2 separate regions of the Manis pentadactyla genome follow, and region 2 is linked to region 1. Evidence: chromatin contacts called from public Hi-C data. All regions are on one chromosome and are shown on one strand. The core of a region is the stretch at or near the end of the contact, and the rest is flanking DNA. Distances in the headings are between cores, read along the strand shown. Region 1 holds the start of PRPH2 (peripherin 2). Region 2 holds the start of GUCA1B (guanylate cyclase activator 1B).

Evidence for each region. Hi-C and Micro-C count contacts between places; a contact is called where the count stands out from the background.
Region 2: a Hi-C map of fibroblasts shows a contact between it and region 1, with 3 times the contacts expected there. The contact joins the promoter of GUCA1B here to the promoter of PRPH2 in region 1. A contact is called at or near these places in 2 of 3 Hi-C or Micro-C datasets (fibroblasts and skin fibroblasts).

Annotation. Positions count from the first base shown.
Region 1 is chr16:30,052,904-30,058,134 of mManPen7.hap1, reverse strand. PRPH2 (peripherin 2) reads right to left here and starts at 2,412. Exons shown (of 3, transcript XM_036907264.2): 1 at 1,597-2,412. The coding sequence starts at 2,177.
Region 2 is chr16:30,254,136-30,259,482 of mManPen7.hap1, reverse strand. It overlaps GUCA1B (guanylate cyclase activator 1B), which reads left to right and starts at 1,305. Exons shown (of 4, transcript XM_036907279.2): 1 at 1,305-1,749. The coding sequence starts at 1,543.

The DNA of each region.
Region 1 (5,231 bases), core at 1,163-3,662:
GCGAATGGAATTTAGACAGTCTCACACCAACAAGCCGCTATGGAGAATTGAGGTAGTTTCAATCAAGTTTAATGTTAGCCTGAAAACGTAGACATGCTGACCTTTGGGAGTGAAGCAACCCAGAGAATTTCTTGGCTCTGGGACAAGAAGGGACTTGGGGTTTACTGAGAGATTTTTAGAAGTCTCTCCAAGGACTGTGCAGAAGGCAATCAAGGAAAATTACAGGAAAAGGTGAAAAGTTCTTTCTCATTTCACGAAGGCTGCATCCTGCCCCACCTCTCTCACCCCTAGGAATTCTGCTTGTGCCTCTGGCTTCACAGCCTCCTGGAGCAAATTGTGTAAATCATGCCACCTTGTACTGTCCCTGCAAACCTGTCACCTAGGAAGGGCAGAATGGTTTACAAGCCTCTCCTGACGAGGGATTTGTAGCAGTAATCCCCATCCACAGAGAAAATAAAATCCCAAGCAGTGACCTTCAGTCTGACTTCCCTTCCATGTGGGGTGCAGCTAAGCTAGCCATCTGGGCCTCACGTTCTCGGGGCTCCACCATGCCCTGCTGTCAGTGGGCCCAGCACCCTGTGTGCAAGTCCCCTGGGACCTGCAAGCCTTACTCAGAGGAAAAACTATCTGGATGAACAACTGAACCCCTCGCCTCAGCCAGGGAATGGGGGTAGTTGGACAGAAAGAAGAGGTGAGGAAGAGCCACTAGCTCGGGGCAGGTTCCCCTTTCTCTGGAAAATGACGGGAGGCCCATCATGGCGGGTCTATTGAGAAGAGCAGCAGCTGGAATCTGTACACGCGCTGTTATCTCTAGCACAGAGGATGAAATTCTCTTTCTCACCAATACCTGCCTACATCCCACCTCAGGATTTAATTTTTGCACAAGCAAAATATCATGTTACACTCTCATGATTTAAGAAGGTAATACTAGCAGGCATTTAATGAGCACCTGCTGAATGCCAGGCTTTAGACAGAGGTAGTGTGTCTCCTCCAAGACTATTCCAGGGCCTCCATTTAGAAGACGGACAAGAAGCCCAGAGTGGCAAGTGCCTTACCCAAGGTCACAAGCTAATTAACAGCAGAGTCAAAACTATGGCCTAGACTTCCTAACTCCCCTGGCCTCTGCTCTTTCCCCCTGATCCAAGGACGAACACCCTGAAAGGGGTTGTTTAGGGCTGGAAGGTTGAAAAAGAGGAGAGACCACCAGGAAATTTAAGCTTCTGGGACTGAATCATGCACTTGGAGTGAATGAGACAAATAGCCATATAACATCTCAGGATATGTGATCTATGAATGTCCCATCCCTTATGTATGAAGCAGACACACGTTCCTGGCTGGGTCTTCCTCCCTGAAGACTTCTATCCAAGCAGCTAATATAACTCAACACCTTTCTCCCACTGTAGTCAAACACTAGGTTGAGCCATATGAAGTTGCATCTTTACATGTCAAAAATGTTAGCATATTGGCAATTCCATATGGTCCAACCAAATACAGTCACACATATACAGTAATATGTGTCTACACAAATCACCCAATGGGGAGGAAAAGGCACCAGGCCTCCATGTCCCCATGACCCCAGGATTGGAGGCCACTCACTCTTTGACTTCTTTGGAGGAAAAGTCCAGGTAGCGATTGCTGATCCACTGAATCTCAAACCAGTCCCGAAAGCCATTGTTGCCACAGCACTTGAATTCGATCTGCAGCATGTCGACAGTCTTCTTCATGAAACACCTGCCAGGCGTGTCTGTGTCCCTGTAGTACTTCATGCCATTCTTGAGCCCTTGGGCCAAGGTGCCCTCGAGTGAGTCCCGCATTAAGAAGCAGCAGAGGGCCACCAGGAAGAGGGCAGTGTTGAAGAGGACAAAGACCGCCAGGTATGGCTTCAGCCAGGGCTTCCACTTGGCGTACTTAGCAGGGTCCAGGGCGTCATAGCAGATCTTGCCAGCCAGGGAGTTGAAGACACAGGACAGCACCCCCACGCCTATCAAGGAGTTGGGCACAAAATGGCTCTCTGAATTATTCATCACATCACTCCTCTTCCGAAGTTCGATCTTCAAGAACAGCCCTAGGCTGAAGATGATGATGCCAGCCAGCACAGAGAGCCAGTTCATGAGCCAGAGCCCTTGGGCCAACTTGACCCGCTTCTTCTGGTCAAATTTGACTTTCATCAGCGCCATGCTTGCAGCGTGCAGTCCAGGCCGCCTCCCACAGCACAGTTCCCACTCCTGACCTCAGTGAGCCCAGGAGCTGAAGGCTCAGGGCCTTGGGAAGGGTGCAGACAGCCCGAGCTGCAGAGAGCTGCTGTGGGGGATGCCCATGCTGAGTCCCCTAGCCTGGGACCCCCGTTAACTCAGTAGTGGTAACAGGGGCTTGGGAGTCACTGCTCATGAAGGGGCCAGTCCTCAGCGTCGTTTCTGCAGCTCCCTCCCCAGCCAAGCAGGGACAGCCTGAACGCTGCTGATTAAAAGTGGGATCCACAAGACATCTTGCTAATCTCTTTAGCCTGGTTCATCCCATTAGATAAAGCTGTGCCAGTTTCAAAACATGGCCAAATGGAGCCTCCATGGACACATGTGAACAGGGTTCAGTTTGGAGAATCGGGAGCAAAAAGGACAAAACTGGCGGAGAAATGGGTTTTGACTGAGGGCTAGCTCAGATCACATGCCTCCTCAGAAACCTGCTTCCAAGCCAAACTCTTCCAAAATTTAAAGCTTTCTGTGGGACAAAAGACATCATTATCCAAGCTGAGAAAGAAATGACAGATTGTGAGAAAATATTTGCCACGTGTAAAAAAAAGTATGATTGAGCAGAAATGTTTCAACTCCCACAATTCCACAATCAAAAGGTCCACCATCAACTGGGAAAACAAGCAAAAGACAGGAACAGGCAATTTATCATAAGCAAATTTGGGAAGTCCTACAATCTGGGAAAAAATGGTCCCTCTAAGTAGAACTCAGGGAAATGCAATTCACACAATAACCAAAGACCAAACCCGATCTACCGGCTTGGCCATCTGTCAAAATTCTGTCATCAAACACTGTAAACAAAAACAGTAGAAACGGTAAGTCCGTAAATTAATTTTTTAATTAGACTTTATTTCTTAAAGCACTTTTAGGTTTACAAAAAATTGAACAGAAAGTACAAAGAGTTCCCATGTGCTCTTTCCCCCATGCAGTTTTCTCTATAATTGACAGCTTGCATTGGTGTGGCACACTTGTAACAATTGATGAACTAATACTGATATACTCTTATTAACTGAAGCCCATAGTTTACATTAGGATTAGTCTTTGTGTTGTTGTGCAGCTCTCTGAGTTTTGCCAATTGCATGATGTCCCGTCCCCACCGTTATCCTATCCTACAGCCCCATACAGAACAGTTTCACTGCTCTAATAGCCCTTGTGTGCCACCCATTCCTTCCTCCTCCCTTCCCTGTCCAACCGCTGTCTCTACCGTTTTGCCTTTTTCCAGAATGCCGTATAGTTGGAATCATACAGGATGCAGTCAGACTGGTTTCTTTCTCTTAACAGTATGCACTTAATGTTCCTCCACATCTTTTTGCAGCTTGGTAGCTCATTTCTATTTATTGCTGAATAGTTTTCCATTAATATGGATGTACCATGGTTTATCAATCAACCTATTAAAAGGCATCTTGGTAGCTTCCAATTTGGGGTAATTATAAATAAAGCTGCTGCTATAAACACCTTTATGCAGGGTTTGGTTGTGGGCATAAGTTTTCAACTCATTTGGGTAAATACCTTAGAAACATGATTCTTGGATCATATAGTAAGACTATGTTTAGCTTTGTAAGAAATGGCCAATTATCTTCCAAAGTGGCTGTACCATTTTGTATTCCCACCAGCAATGAATGAGAATTCCTGTTGCTCCACATGCTCACCAGCATTTGATGGTGTGGTGTTCTGGATTTTAGCCTTTCTAATAGGTGTATGGTGGTATCTCATTTTTGTTTTAATTTGCATTTCCCTGATGACATACAGTGTAGAGCACTTTTCATATGCTTATTTGCTACTTGCCTATCTTCTTTGGTGGGGTGTCTGTCAATCATTTTGCCCACTTTTTAATTGGGTTGTTTGTTTTCCTTAGACTATAAACTTTGGAAGAGTAATTTATCTATCTCTATTAAAATTTAACATGCACATTCCCAATGATTCACCAATTCCACTTCTCAGAACAGCCTGTGCGCAAGCACAAGATATTCTAAGAACGAACTGATCTTGTCCTCAAATTCACATCTACCTGATACCAAAGAAGGCTTTGTAGTTCAAATAAAAGGCCCCCTCAAGGCAGTAAGGGGATCAAATCTCCAACCTGGAATCCCCTTTCTTCCCTTATTTGTATTTGTTCCACTAGATTCACCACTTGCATGCTCCTCTTTAAGATTTCCAAATTATTATATACAAAGGTCTGCTTCACAGACAGAGGAGATGTGAGGACAGGCGATGAGGCTGAAGTTTTCCTTCCAGCGTACTCACCTTAGAATGAAACACTTATTTCATTGCTCCACCCAAGTTTGTACTCCAACTGGGGAGTGATCTCCAAGGCCAGATTCCAAGCCACACAGGAAAATCAGTATGGGTATTAGACTGTCACACCACATGTGTCAAAAACATTACCCAGAGTGATCACTACTCTAATAGCCAAGACTTGGCTTCTAAATAGCTTTGGATCCTCAAAAGATTTCAACTCTTCACCATCAGAGGCACCATTAGAATCCCTAAAGAATGTACTACAGTTTTTGGAATTGTTTTTCCCCACAAGAGGGGATTCAGACCAGATTAAGACCTCACATACACAAAATCTGAAGATCACTGTCTTGGGAAAAGGGATGTGGATGATGGTGAAGCTATCTCAGAGAACCTCTGAGGAGCATGCATGAAAACAAGAGAAAATCAGAGGGAAGGACAGAAAGAAAGACTTGATATAGAAACCAGAAACAAAGATTTAAAAATAGTTCTACAGGGATAACCGGATCAGCCAAAGACCTCTTTCTCCTCAAATGACCCAGGAGGCCGTAGCAGAAGGAGGGGCCTGAGGCAAGTTTCTGTGTGCCCCCTGGTGGCCAGAAATAGAATGGCTTCGGTGCTTGGAAAGGGGGATTTCACCTCTCAGGCTAGAATCCCTAAAGATGTTATCTCGACAGGTATTAGAGAAAGAACAGACACATAAGAAATGTCCCTGGCCAAACCTTTCAAGTATGAAGCAAGACAGGATGA
Region 2 (5,347 bases), core at 56-2,555, 200 kb before region 1:
GGCTTCTGTGTCCACTGGAAGCACCCGGAGGGCTTGTTCCATTACAGGTTGCTGGGCCCACTCCCAGAGTTCCTGCTTCAGTGGGAGAAGTGGGGCTGGAGAATTTGCATTTCTAACAAGCTCACAGATGCTGCAGCCACTGGCCTGGGGACCACAAGTAAGTGGCAGGCCAAGGTGGGTGGAAGGAAAGCTCTTTGGAGCTCCAGAAATCAAGAACCTTTGAGGCCAGAGTGGGGGGTGGATTAGCTACTAATCGAGACATGGAGGTCACTGTGCTGATGCGCCGACAGTGGTGAGGTCACTGGTGACTCGTGGCAACAAGGAAGAATGCACGGGGGACACCTGCCTTTGAAGGGACGGGCATTGTTAAGGGAGAAAAGAGAAAAAGTGGAGGCAACTACTAAGAGCAAGGAGGAATCTAGTCCTGCTCTCCATACCCCAAAGGATGTGAAATGGGAGCGGGGAAATCCACAAGTACGTGAAAGGATAGCAGGAGGAAGTGGGTTTCCTACTTCAGGAATGGCAAGGAAGTCAGGACTTTGAGAGATGAGGGCTGTGTGGGGGCAGGGAGTGGCGAGAGGGGTCGGCCTGGAGATGCAGAAGGGGAGACGGGCTGCCCCTTAGAGTATGAGACTCACTGGAACCAACGACTGTCCCTAAAATCTAGAATAATCAGTGCTCCAGATTTTCTGATTTCTTGGAGGGGACACTTTCATTAAAATAAGCATGAACTTAAAATTGATCCAAAAGCATATTTACATGAACCTTTAATATAAAAGACCCTTTGCTCCCAGATCATACCCACATGTTCATGCTTTGGAGAAAAAGCAGCAAAAACCCTTCCTGGGTCTTGGGCAAATGGTGTTGGAGGGAAGCGTTTGTACTTTAGATGGGGAAGTGGAAATATTCCAAGACGGAAGGGTGCGAGCTGTAGTGGAGCTAAGGACGCTGTGCTGGGGCTTGAGCTCAGGGACAGAGCTGCCCACCTGGAGCCCTTCACAGTATAGATCCTGCTGCTGCTCACTAGGCCATGTGGAGGAGTAGCCGCAGGGGACCGGCGGATTCTGTTTTACAGGCTGGGAGCTGGCCTCGCCTCCTCTCTGGACTGCTGAGTCTCGTGTCTGGGGCAGCGTGGCGCCCAACTAAAGGGGCAACCAGCCTGTGTAAGGCGGAGGCTGTCAGCCTGCTTTCCCCACTTGTCTTCAGTTCCCCTGCGCTCTGCCTCTCGTTTCCTCCCCTCCAGAAGCCGCCGAGGTGGTTTAGTTGACAAGACAAGGGTGGGGGGGTGCTGCGGGAGCTTAGCAGCCGGAGGTCAGACCTCCCAGGGGACTTTTCTAATGCCCTTAGGGCACTTAGCTGGCCGGTCCCACCCCCCCTTGCCACCTGCCCTCGTGCTGCCCATCATGTTCAGTTGCCCAGGAGACCGTGAAGAGGCTGGCTAAGCAGACAGAAGGGAGGCAAAGGGCCTTAGCCTAAGGAGTCAGTCCGCAGACGCCTGGGAGGAGACACAGACCCTTGCTCCGTGACGTTCTGGGGGCCAGGATGGGGCAGCAGTTCAGCTGGGAGGAGACCGAGGCAGCCGGTGAGATGGACGTGGCAGAGCTGCAGGGGTGGTACAAGAAGTTCGTGGTGGAGTGCCCCAGCGGCACACTCTTCATGCACGAGTTTAAGCGCTTCTTCAAGGTCACAGGCAACAGGGAAGCCACCCAGTATGTAGAGGGCATGTTCCGAGCCTTCGACAAAAACGGGGTAAGGCACTTGCTGGGGAGGCGCCCCTGGCTCATGTCTGTGTGAGCTGACGGGGCCCAGGGGAGCTCCCCATTCCCTAGTCCTCTGGCCCTTCCTCTCTCTCTCTGCTCTCTCCATCCCCTCACCTTTTCAGTCTCACTCTCCCCCAAGCCCCCTCCTCTCTCCCATCATTGTGTCCCTTCCCATCTTCCCTTCCCTCCTCTCCATCTCACCTCTGCTCCATGCCCCTGCTCTCTGACTCTCCTTCCCGCCCCTTTCGAGAGCTGAAGGCGGGACTAGCAGACACACTGGTCAGTCCTGTCTGAGTAGCCTGGGGACCTGGTTTCTCATTCCCACCAGAGCCCCTGCCACTCCAGAGGTGAGGAGCTAAGGAACTGTCACAAATGGGACGAGCTATCTTGGCGCAGATGGTGAGCTCCCCTTGGATCCTTGGAACTGGGACTGATCAGGTCTTCCCTGCAGAGAATGCTAGAGGCCACTTCTGCACTGCTTGGGCGATTGGGAGGATTATGCAAAAATCCCTGTCAGCTCTTCAAGCCATGGAAGATTCCATGAAATCATTCACAGGGTTGCTTAAGCCCTCCAGTGACACCAGCAGCTAAGAAGATACATTTTGTAAATGTGCACCTGGAAACTGAGTTTAAAAATTGAAACCCCTTCAAGCCCTTCATTACTTAAAGTCAGCCAGTCCAGCACCTCCAAAGTCCCTTAAACCATTAGGTTTGCCTCACATACCTTTTCTCTGCTGCCAGTATGGAGAGAGGTGGGGTGGACCTAGATAACTAATCTGGAGAAAGCCTCAGTATCCCCACGTCTCTGAGCATGGAGAACTTCGCTTTCTAGGCTGAATTACTGGGGATGGCTCTTCAGGTCTGAACCTTGTCCCCGGTCAGTCAGTGCACATCTCAGCACCTGTCGGGGGTGGGAAGGTGGAGGGTGTTGTCTTCAGTACAACAGAAACCTTGGAGATGAACCTTGGGGCACAGAGTGAGCTTCAAACTTCCCCAAGCTCCCCCTTTTCTGAGTCAAATCCAGGGCAAAAAGAAGTGAATTGATTTGCCTGCAATCATATACTCAAGGGGTCCCGACTCCCAGTTAAGTACACCTGCCTAGAAGGCAGTTTATTTTTAAAGGGAGAAAATGGTTAAAAAAAAAAAACAGCTCATCTATGACAAGGATTACTGTCATAAATATACCAATCTTTCCCATATTCATCTAAAAATTCAATACAACTCAAGATCATTAAGCCCCTGGGCATAATATAGCTATACCTCATCTCTTCCTACATATTAGCATGTAATATTCATCAATTGCTTTTTCCCTTTCTTTATAACTTTTACTTTGATAGGATTTCAAATTTACACAAAATTGCAAGAACAGTGCAACTAATTCCTATCTTACCTAGTTCACATTTTGCCTCATCTGCTTCATTATTCTCTCTCTTTTAGAGAAAGTTGGAGACACGAAGCCCTTTTACAGCATGTTTTTTCTGAGAACCAGGACTAATACAATGACCAAAATCAGGAAATTTTACACTGATACAATTCTATAATCCATGTTCAAGTTTGGTCAGTTTGTCACAATAATGTGTCCTTTTTTTGGTCTGATCACACATTGCCTTTACTTGTCCTGTCTCCTTACTCTTTAATTTGGAAGCTTTAATGTAAGCGTTTGTCTTATTTGACCCTGAGAGTTCTGAAGACCACAGACCAATGACATTGTAGCACATCCCGCCATTGGGGTTTGCCCAGTGTATTTTGAAGATTAGATTCGGGCTTTACGTTTCTGGCAGAAATGCCCTGATGTTTGTCCTCCTCAGCGTGTGTAGTCAAGGGTACATTATCCTGGTTTGTCCCATAACTAGGGTGATTAACTTTGATCATTTGGTTAGGTGGAGTCTGCCAGGTTTCTCTACTGTAAAGTTACTCGTTTTTCTTTGTAACTTACAGGGAAATTCTGCAAGACAAATTAAACACATCGCTCACCAAATTTTCACTTGCTGGGTTTTAGCATCCACTGATAATTTTCTGACTGTACCATCCCATCTCTATTTATTACTGGCATTCTGCTGTAAGAGGAACTGTCCTAGGTGGTGTGTTAAGTTCCTCTGTCAGAGACAGAGCCCCCTTTCTTTCTTTTCCCACTTAGCCTCTGCCTCCAAACCCACACCCAGCTCCACTTGGCACAACCTTTATATCAGCAAGTCTCATTTCTGGGCAATTGGACTGATAGAGCTGGGGCAAATAAAATCAAAAGGACTCAGATCTAGCTCACATGTCAAAATCTGGGGTGATGGAAACGGGTTTGGTGGAGGCAAGGAATTCGGAGCGCCTCGGCTCCACTGCTCCTCTCCCTTGTAACACTCTTCTCTCCGGCAGTTGCCCTGTGATGCACTGGAATGGAAGAAAAGGGAGGATGGAGGTCAATGTCCCTTGGGATTCCTATGTAAACGTGTGTTGGGGTCAGGGCTGGTACACAAATGCAGTCAGTTCAGAGAGAAACGGGGCAGATAATCCCACAGAGCAGATGACACGCCCATCACTTCTGCTCCTACTCTGGAGTAAGCAGAGGCACTTCCATCCCCCTGGGCCTCTGCGGGTAATTGAAGCTGACGAGGGCCTGAGCACAGAGGATGCGATTGGTCCCCCACCCGGAGGCTTCCCAGAAATGGTTCTGGGAGTCAAGGTAACCTCCCAGGTGAGGTGGTTTGTCAGGAAGCTTACTCTGCAGTGTGCCTCAGGGGAGGCAAGGGGTCATGGGGGAAACCAGCCCATGTTGAAAGACATCGTAAGAACAGAAGGCTCTAGACAAAGAATGTGGGGGAATCTAGAGATGACAGGAATTTGTCAATGGTTCTTTTTTTTTTCTTTCTGTCCTTGGCACTAGACACCAGGCTCGTGTTTGAGAGTCATAGACCTTGAGTAGACTAAGGAAGTTAAGCTTGATGAACTGGAGAAGATGTGCAGCTTGAAAGGCTCTGCCACTTGTTGGGTGGGTGTTCCTTGAGCAATTTATTCAACATATGAGTCTCAAGTTGCTCATCCATAAAACCCTGAGATGTATGTAAAATAGATGATCCCTACCAGGTATTTTGCATACATTTTCATACTCAATTCTTACTGGAAAAGTAGCATAAGGTCGATTTTTAGTAAGCTTAATAAATAATAATTACATGAACATAGCCCTTTAAAGAGTGTACAACTGCTACTAAGAATCTACCCTAAAGAAATTACCAGAGATATAAGAAAAAATATGTGTGCACAAAGATGTTCATTGTATAATGTAAAATATTAAAATCACATTGAAGAAGAGGGACTGCTCAGTACCCCCTTGAAAGAGTAAAAGTCAAAATTTTAAATAATTTTAAAGACATAGAACATTTAAAAATAAAAATCCAGGGAATAAAACTAGCTACAGTCTGACCTCAGTTAGGTAAATATGTGGTTGGGGGTGGTGTGGAGGACCAGCAGGAATTATTAACAATGTTGAATAAAACACTTAAGGTGTTCAGGTAGGCTTTTGTATTTTTCTACTTGGTTTTTCCTAGGGCTTTTTGCTGTTTCTCTCATTTTCTGCTATGTTCTGTGGCTCAAACCTT